2 separate regions of the Rattus norvegicus genome follow, and region 2 is linked to region 1. A link is a contact called in public Hi-C data. All regions are on one chromosome and are shown on one strand. The core of a region is the stretch at or near the end of the contact, and the rest is flanking DNA. Distances in the headings are between cores, read along the strand shown.

Region 1 (4,038 bases), core at 84-2,583:
CCACCATGTGGTTGCTGGGAATTGAACTCAGGACCTCTGGAAGAGTAGTCGGGTCTGAGCCAGATCTTTATCCCATTTAATTTTCTCAACTTTTGTTTTGAAATTTATGTGTTTTGACTGAATTTATGTCTGCACTCCATGTGTGTTCAGTGCCGTTGGAGGCCAGAGAGGCATCAGATCCCTTGAAACTGAAGTTGCAGACAGTTGAGAGCCACCATGGCAGGGCTGGAATTGAACTTGGGTCTTCTGAAAGAGCAGCCAGTGCTCTTAACCACTGAGCCATCTCCCCGGCCTCCATTTAGGTAAAATGTGTAGTAGTTTATGCATCCAGAAAACTCTGTATTATCCAACAAAGGAATGGGGTGTGTGCATGTGCCACAATATGGATGAATCTTAAAATACTATGTCACCTGGATAGAACACTCCAGTAATCCCAGCACTGAGGAGCCAAGCAGGAAAACACAGACCATCCTGGGCTACATGGGGAACCCTGTCCCTTCCAATCAAAACAAAGTGCAACTCAGGAATCAAATATTTGGCAATGGGCTTGAGAGAACTCAGCAGTTAAGGCCTCAGCACCCAGGTCAGGTGGCGCTTACAAACCCCCTGTAGCTTCAGCTCCAGGATAGCAACCTCCTTCAATACACACAGCAGATGGACACACACACACACACACACACACACACACACACACACACACACAAGAAAACCAAAACGCCTTTGCCAGTGAAACAGGGTCTCAGTGTATGGACCCAATACAGAGTTCTGCCTGCCCTTGCCTCCCAGAGTTCTGGGGTTAAAGACATGCTCCCACTGCCTTTTTTTGAGGCAGGTTTCAAATTGTAACTCAAGATAGCCCCAATTGCATGGCAACCCTAACTTTACTAGGATTACAGGTGAACCACCAAGAGCGACAACTTTGCCAAATTACTTTTCATACCGGCTTTCTTAGCTGTATTATAGGAGAGTGGCACCTAAAAGGCTTAAGACTGATCTTTAAGGGGGTTGGGGATTTAGCTCAGTGGTAGAGCGCTTGCCTAGCAAGCACAAGGCCCTGGGTTCGGTCCCCACCTCCGAAAAAAAAAAAAAAAAAAAAAAAAAAGACTGATCTTTAAGACTCAGCGCATGGAGTTGGTGGGGGGTTGGGAGAGATGACTCAGTGGTTGAGCACTGGCTGCTCTTCCAAAGGGCCTGGGTTCAATTCCCAGCACTTACATGGCAAATCAGAACTGTGTCTACTTTCAGTTCCAGGGGATTCAACACCCTCACAGAGACATACGTGCAAGCAAAGCACCAATGCACATTAACTCAGTGCATGAGCGTGCATGGCAGCACACGCCTTTAATCCCAGAACTAAGGAGACAGAGGGAGGCAGTTGGATCTATGTTGAGTTCCAGGCTAGCCAGAGAGACACAGTGAGACCGTCTCAAATAGAAAAGCAAACCCTTCCAGAACGCTCAGTTCCTGATAACACTGTGTCCTTGGAGCTGGAAGCAAGCTTCTGGAAAGCAAGAACCGTTATCTGTTTTACTGCTGATGAAAATAGGACTTGGTATTTGTGGGGTGACTGGTTCTTAGGTACTTTATGTACCAATGTGGAACAACCTCAGAGAACTGCTAAGGAAAGCAACAGAAGTACAAGCTACCCATCTCGCACAGCCGGTGTTGGGGGAAGGAACACACCCACACAGGTTTATATATGGCTCAGGTCTGGAAGGCTCCTCCAGCTCAGGCTGTACTTGGATCAAGTTGCCCCTGCTCTGGCCCTTTAAGAACAAAATAGGAAGCTTGGTGGTGGAATGTGCCTTTAATTTCTACCTATTGGTGGAGGCAGAGACAGGCAGATCTCTGTGGGCCAGCCTGATCTACACAACTTATTCCAGAGTTAAAACTACACAGTTAAGACCCATTTGAAAACCCCGAAGGGGCTAGAGATGGCTCAGCGGTTAAGAGCACTGACTGCTCTTCCAGAGGTCCTGAGTTCAAGTCCCAGCAACCACATGGTGGCTCACAATCACCTATAACAAATTCTGGTATATCTCAAGACAGCTACAATGTAATCATATACATTAAATATTTAAAAAAATATAACCAAACTGGCTAATTTATACCTGTAACCCCAACACTACACTCAAGAGAATTGAGGCCAGCCTGAACTACAGTGAAACCAGCCAAGAGAAATTGGTTCATGTGTAGATCATCCAAACAGCCCCACCTCTCTGGTATCTTACATTCCAATGTCACCCTGGCCTAGAGGTCCCTATGTAGACCGGATTGGCTCCCAACTTGTGGTCTAGCCCTGCCTGCTGGGGTTTGAGTGTCCCCCATTGCCTGGGTTATGAACAGGAAGTTTGGAGACTGGCTGGCAAATGCCATAGAGCTACTGTACTGCCTCAGCATCTCACGGTCCCAGTTTCCCTTTCCTAGAAAACCAGTTTCTAGAACCTAGGCTTGCCCAACCCACACCAGAAGCTGAGACAACCCTACTGTGTCCTATAGTAGTCTTTGAATCCTCTCAAACAATATACTATTTGCCTTGTTGTGTACCTCAGTGACAAATGACAATACCAGAATTGCAGGGCATGGTGGCAGAGCTTTAATCTCAGCACTTGGAAGGTGATCTCCTTAGTGTGATACCAGCCTCATCTACACTGTTTAAGGACAGCCAGGGCTATGTAGAAACCCTGTCTCAAAAACAAACACCAGGGCTGGAGAGATGACTCAGTGGTTAAGAGCAATGACTGCTCTTACAGTGATCCTGAGTTCAAATCCCAGCAACCACATAGTGGTTAATAATAAATTAAAAAATATACTTATTTATATACACACACACCAGGGGCTGGAGAAATGGCTCAGTGGTTAATAGGGTTAATACTGGCAGCTCTTCCAGAGGACTCTGGTTCAATTCTCAACATCCATGGCAGCTCACAATTGTTAACTCCAGTTCCAGGGAATCTGATACCTTCACATAGGACAGACACACAGGTCCTATTAGGTTTTATACATCAACGTGCAGAAAAATAAATTATTAAAACAAATAAGCATCAGAACCAAAATAGCTTACAAAGCAATTTATTAACAGAAAATAACTTGAGAAGTCCTGTTCACAGACGGCGACCCCGACGACCACCCTTCCTTCGAGTGCTGTCAGAGGGGATGGGGGTGACATCCTCTGTGAGAAGGAAAAAAAAAGTCATTGCCTGTAGCCACAAGTCTAACTAGCAGTAGACTTTATTCTTTCCCAAATGCATCTCCAATGGTCAGCAATTCCTCATTCCAACTCCCTTTTGGAAGGGGCCTCAGGCCCTGAGAAGGTGCACAATCAGAGATGCAGGAAACCAAGTTCCTAAGTCAGAGCTACTGCTTCTAATAGAAAGTGACCCTACACTGATCAGCTGTGGCTGTTTGCTCTTTACACCAGGTGTCAGGAGCGACACTGTTACAAAGGGCCAGCAGGGAAGAGATGTGAGGGCAATCAAGGGAGTCATGGGTTAAGAGACAGAAGGCTGCTGAATCAGTCAGAAATGTTTTCCCAACATAGATGGGGAAAAGCTGTACCATTTAGAGATGAACTCTCTCCCATAATGCCTTTTACAGGCTCCTTAACAAAAGCCAACCAAAGCTGACCCATTAGGCATGTGGCATGGTTTGGAAGGGGTCACTGCTTCAAAGCAGCCCCAAGTGTTAACCAGAGGGGACTTACCAATCCGCCCAATCTTCATCCCAGAGCGAGCAAGAGCTCTGAGGGCTGACTGGGCTCCAGGTCCAGGGGTCTTGGTCCTAGAAAATGAAGACCATTGGCCAAGTGAGTCAGCAGAATTTTTTCTAATTTCAATCCACTTCTGAATTGGGGAAACCAACAGTTAAATACTTGCACACTGAAAGGGAGCCATACTTAATCTCCAATTATACAACACAAAACCCTCTTCAAAATTGCTAAATGAGGCTGGAGAGATGGCTCAATAGTACTGAGACTGTAGCAGAGGGCCTGGACTCTGTTCCTACTGCCCACATGGTGGTTTACAACCATCTGCAATA
Region 2 (4,095 bases), core at 5-2,504, 280 kb before region 1:
AAAAGTAAGGGCTCTAAGCCAGGAAGGAGCCTTCTTAAACGGGAAGTAGAGACCCAGAGAGGCTCAGAATCATGACCAGGTCACATAGACACAAAGTGGGTTCCAGCTGTCTGTCGGAAGGACAGACTAAGCAAAGGAGCTGAGGGACACTGCAAGTCACAGATGCCAGCAGTCTTGGACTTGAACAGCTCCCCTCACCAGGCCCTTGAACCCACTGTGACAATGACCAGATCTCCTGCCAGCCCAACTCATTTGCATATTCATTCCCAGACAGGTTGTGATGGTCTTCTTTTTTGGTTTGCTTGGGGTTTTGTTGTTGTTTTATTTTGGGTTCTTTTTTGGGGGGGGGGCAGGATTTCTCTGTGTAGCCCTGGCTGTCCTGGAACTCACTATGTAAATCAGGTTGACCTCTAACTCAGTGATCCGCCTGCCTCTGCCTCTCAAGTGCTGGGATTAAAGGTGTGCACCACCACGCCCAGCTCTGTGATCTTAAAAAGCTGTCACTATTCAAAAGTTCTACCTGTCTGACTTACTGATGAGAATGTCTGGCCGCCATTATTCTCAGTGGGGTGGCCTGAGGAAGAAATGGCTGGTCAGGTATGCTGATGTCATGTTTGAGGCCACAGTACCTGGGAATCCATGACCCATCTCATCTCACTGATCTAGGGGGTAGATTCAGACACACTGTCTAAACGGCCACAGTTTCTCCACACAGCTAGAAGTTAGGTGTTTTCTCAGGTGACTTCCCACCAAATAAACTCGGGTGTGGAAGTGGGTATGGGCGGCCAGCCGCAGATGGAGGATTCATCAGTGTGGGTAGAAAAATCTCCAAACCCCACTCCCTGGCTGTGGTCAGGAAGTCCTTGGTATTGCTCTGTTCAGGGTAGGTCCAGAGAAGGGGTCTGCTCAGCTTTTCACGACAGATGTGAGACACCCCTTAGGGAACAGGAGTGACCCCCGGGGGAACGAGCGGGCTTGGGAGTCATCCTCAGAGCCTTGGCCTTCCCGCTTGTCACAGCGTGCACAGTTTCCCACTCCTTTCCCACCATTTTAATCTAAATAAATCTAGCCCATCTTGGCCACATCCGCCAGCATCAGTTTTCCTCCCTCGGGGTCCTGAGGCTCCCACGACACAAGCAGTCTGGGAAGGGGGGGGACCTGTATTGCTGCCAAAGGGAGGCCTGCATACGGTGAACACATGCACAGTCCAGATGCTGCCTACGCTCTCTCACACACGCTCTTCTACAGCGCACACACACACACGAGTAGCTATTCGGGTGTGCGCCCAGCCCTCATTCAGGCACGAACCATGTGCATGCCCACACAAGACCCACGCACACACGGCCCCCTCAGTGCCCACCGCACGTGTACGCTGCACAGACGGATGCTTGGATACTTTACGGTGTGTTCATCAGAGAGGCCCTTGTGTATAACAGTCACTCATGTAAACCACCCCATCCCCCAACATAGGACATATCCAGAGCATGTGTACACAAACTCACAGTCACCCTCTGCCCACGTATCCGTGAACAAGCATAGAGGAGCTCTAAGCCTCACTTGCTGAGGCACGCATTGCCTCACTGGATCCTCTGACAGCTCTGAGGTGGAGGATTATTCCCATTTTATAGGTAAGAGAATGGAGGCAGAAACTGCTTTTGGGAAATTGCCAAGAGATGCAGACCAGACAAGAGGAACCTTCCGGCTGAAATGAGGCAGCGTGCCTGTCCACCGCCTGCCACCCCCTGCAGATTTCCCTTGGTACAATGTGTGGTTGGGCAGAGGGCAGTGGGTGGGGACTGACTGAGACAGATGGCTTGGAGACGAATGTAGCTGAGGCCCGGCAGAACTTGGTGACTGAATGTCGGAAGGACCCAAGGCAGGCTCCAGAGGTATGGAGTAGCCCAGGAGTGCCTACGACAGGGGCACAAATCTATGTTCTAAGATGAGAATGAGACAATACCTAGGCTTAAGAGTTGCCGCTAAGGGGACTGGAGAGATGGCTCAGTGGTTAAGAGCACTGATTGCTCTTCCAGAGGTCCTGAGTTCAATTCCCAGCACATAGTGACTCACAACCATCTGTAATGAGATCTGATGCCCTCTTCTGGTGTCTGAAGACAGCTACAGGGTACTTGAAAGAAAGAAAGAAAGAAAGAAAGAGAGAGAGAGAGAGAGAGAGAGAGAGAGAGAAAGAAAGAAAGAGTGAGTAGCCACCAAGCTGGTTGCAAATGTGGAGGGTTTTGTTGGCACTGAGTGGAGGCAGAGGTCAGCTCAGACAGAAACCCAATGGGATGGGAGAGCAGAAAGCCAGCTGCGGTTCAAAGGGGCACTCGGTGGAGTCGGCCAGCTTCAGTCCCACCAAGTTCTGAATAAACAAGATACCCAAGCAGGAGGCCCAATCCTGGGGTCACAGGGTCAGAACCTTGGAATGTCAATGCCCTGCAGCCAGGAAACATCTACCTATCCCTTTCTGAGGCTCACTGAACAGATCACTGAACAGACAGGAAGCTGAGGATTGGGATGGGACATGAAAAATCCTCTCTCTCTCTCCCTCCCTCCCTCCCTCCCTCCCTCCCTCCCCCTCCCTCCCTCCCTCCCTCCCTCCCTCCCTCTCTCTCTCTCTCTCTCTCTCTCTCTCTCTCTCTCTCTCTCTCTCTTTCTCTCTCTCCAGGATGGTCTCAAATGGGTTTTGGGCTGTTGGAGCTCACCAACCCCTACCGGGGCTTTATGTGTCTCTTAACAGGACAGTCACCCTCCTTAACCCGCCCTATGACAGGGAGACCTGTGACAGAGATTCAGAGGTGAGACCTGCTAAATCACTGACCAAAGTAGACACAAACTGGCTCCCTGGCTTGGTCCTATCTTCCAAATCAGGGCCCCTGCACGGCCCCTGCACCAATGGAAGGAAATATAGCTATTGCCTCTCTGTCGTCCCATTATTACAGCCCAAGTCAAGAGAGTGGAAAAACTTTCCAGACTGACGCTATAGCTCTCGGGACCCTTGCCCTGTGGACCTGGAATGCCGGGTTAGGGGTGAGGGTGGGGTGAGTCTCCTTGACCCAGACTGGGATGCCATGACTCAGCTCAGAAGAGGCAGCCAGTTCTAGACGGGATGTTGGAGGGGGTGGGTAAGAGGAATCTGCAGCCAGGGACAAAATCCTTGGCTAACAGCTGGGCAGTGAGCAAGTGACAATGGTCTGGTCTGGACCTGACAGAGTTTGGCACTTCTCGCCTTCCCAGATCCAGCTGACATGGGTGTGATCTTATAGTACCAGTTAGGAAGCTGCCCTGCTCCACCCCAATCCTGGGAGCCAGAGAAGGGTCTGGAGGATGAGGATACAGTTTCAAGTGGGATCAGAAACCTGGGAAGGAAAGAACCCATCCCTTCATCCTAGGGCACATTTTCCTGGAGAAGTCTCAGCCATGCTAGCACTCCACAGTGCATCTCCCCAGGCCCCCTCAGGAGCATCTCCATGTCCCTTGCCCCATCATGACCATTCAGTCTCCCTCGTCCCCTCTGGCCTCACTTCCTTTCTCTAAAGCACCCATCTGACCCTGTCGTTCCCCTGACCTGCCCATGGCTCTCTGTGGCGCCATGACTATAGGGAGCATCATCAGGACGAAGGTCACTGTCCTCTCTGCTCCCCAGGGTACCACACTCATTCTGTGCTCCTCTCCCCAGGAGTCCTCCCCAGGGATAAAATGGAAATGAAACGAAACAGCCTATTTTCTGGAAGTCCAAAATAAAACGAAACATCTGTCTGGAAAGGAACCAGGCAGATAAAGAATAAACCAATCCTCCCCCAGCCCCCGCCATCCCCCAGCCCAGCCCCCACAGAGTGTGAGAGCTGGGGGTTAGATGGCATTCTAACAGCCTGTGGGAAAGTGTTCAGTGTGTGCCTGACAGCACTAGGGGCCCCGGGGAGGGGGCCCGGGATCCCCACGCATGCTGGGAACCAGCCTGGGAAGGAGGTCAGAGAGGAGGATGGGAGGTCCAACCATGCCTCTGCCCACAGCCCAGGCGCCTGCAGAGCAAGCACTTCCTGCCCCCTGCCTCAGGCGCCTTGCTGGCCTCAGGCTCAGCCCCCTCAGCTTCAT

The links. A called contact is a pair of places that touch in the nucleus more often than the background predicts.
Region 2: a Hi-C map of prefrontal cortex shows a contact between it and region 1, with 3 times the contacts expected there. The contact joins two enhancer-like sites. A contact is called at or near these places in 3 of 12 Hi-C or Micro-C datasets (the A7r5 cell line, frontal cortex and prefrontal cortex).

What each region holds. Positions count from the first base shown.
Region 1 is chr18:56,502,111-56,506,148 of GRCr8, reverse strand. It overlaps Rps14 (ribosomal protein S14), which reads right to left. Exons shown (of 5, transcript NM_022672.1): 4 at 3,704-3,780; 5 at 3,105-3,172. The coding sequence ends at 3,105. Among named protein-coding and RNA genes, the nearest start is that of Rps14, 5.9 kb to the right of the region's middle. Within about 2 kb of position 1,333, at least 16 of the 93 cell types and tissues checked have an H3K27ac peak or open chromatin away from gene starts, as enhancers often do. A contact at or near this core is called in prefrontal cortex, where this site is marked.
Region 2 is chr18:56,779,675-56,783,769 of GRCr8, reverse strand. All of the region lies in intron 1 of Pdgfrb (platelet derived growth factor receptor beta), which reads right to left. Among named protein-coding and RNA genes, the nearest start is that of Pdgfrb, 11 kb to the right of the region's middle. Within about 2 kb of position 1,254, at least 33 of the 93 cell types and tissues checked have an H3K27ac peak or open chromatin away from gene starts, as enhancers often do. A contact at or near this core is called in prefrontal cortex, where this site is marked.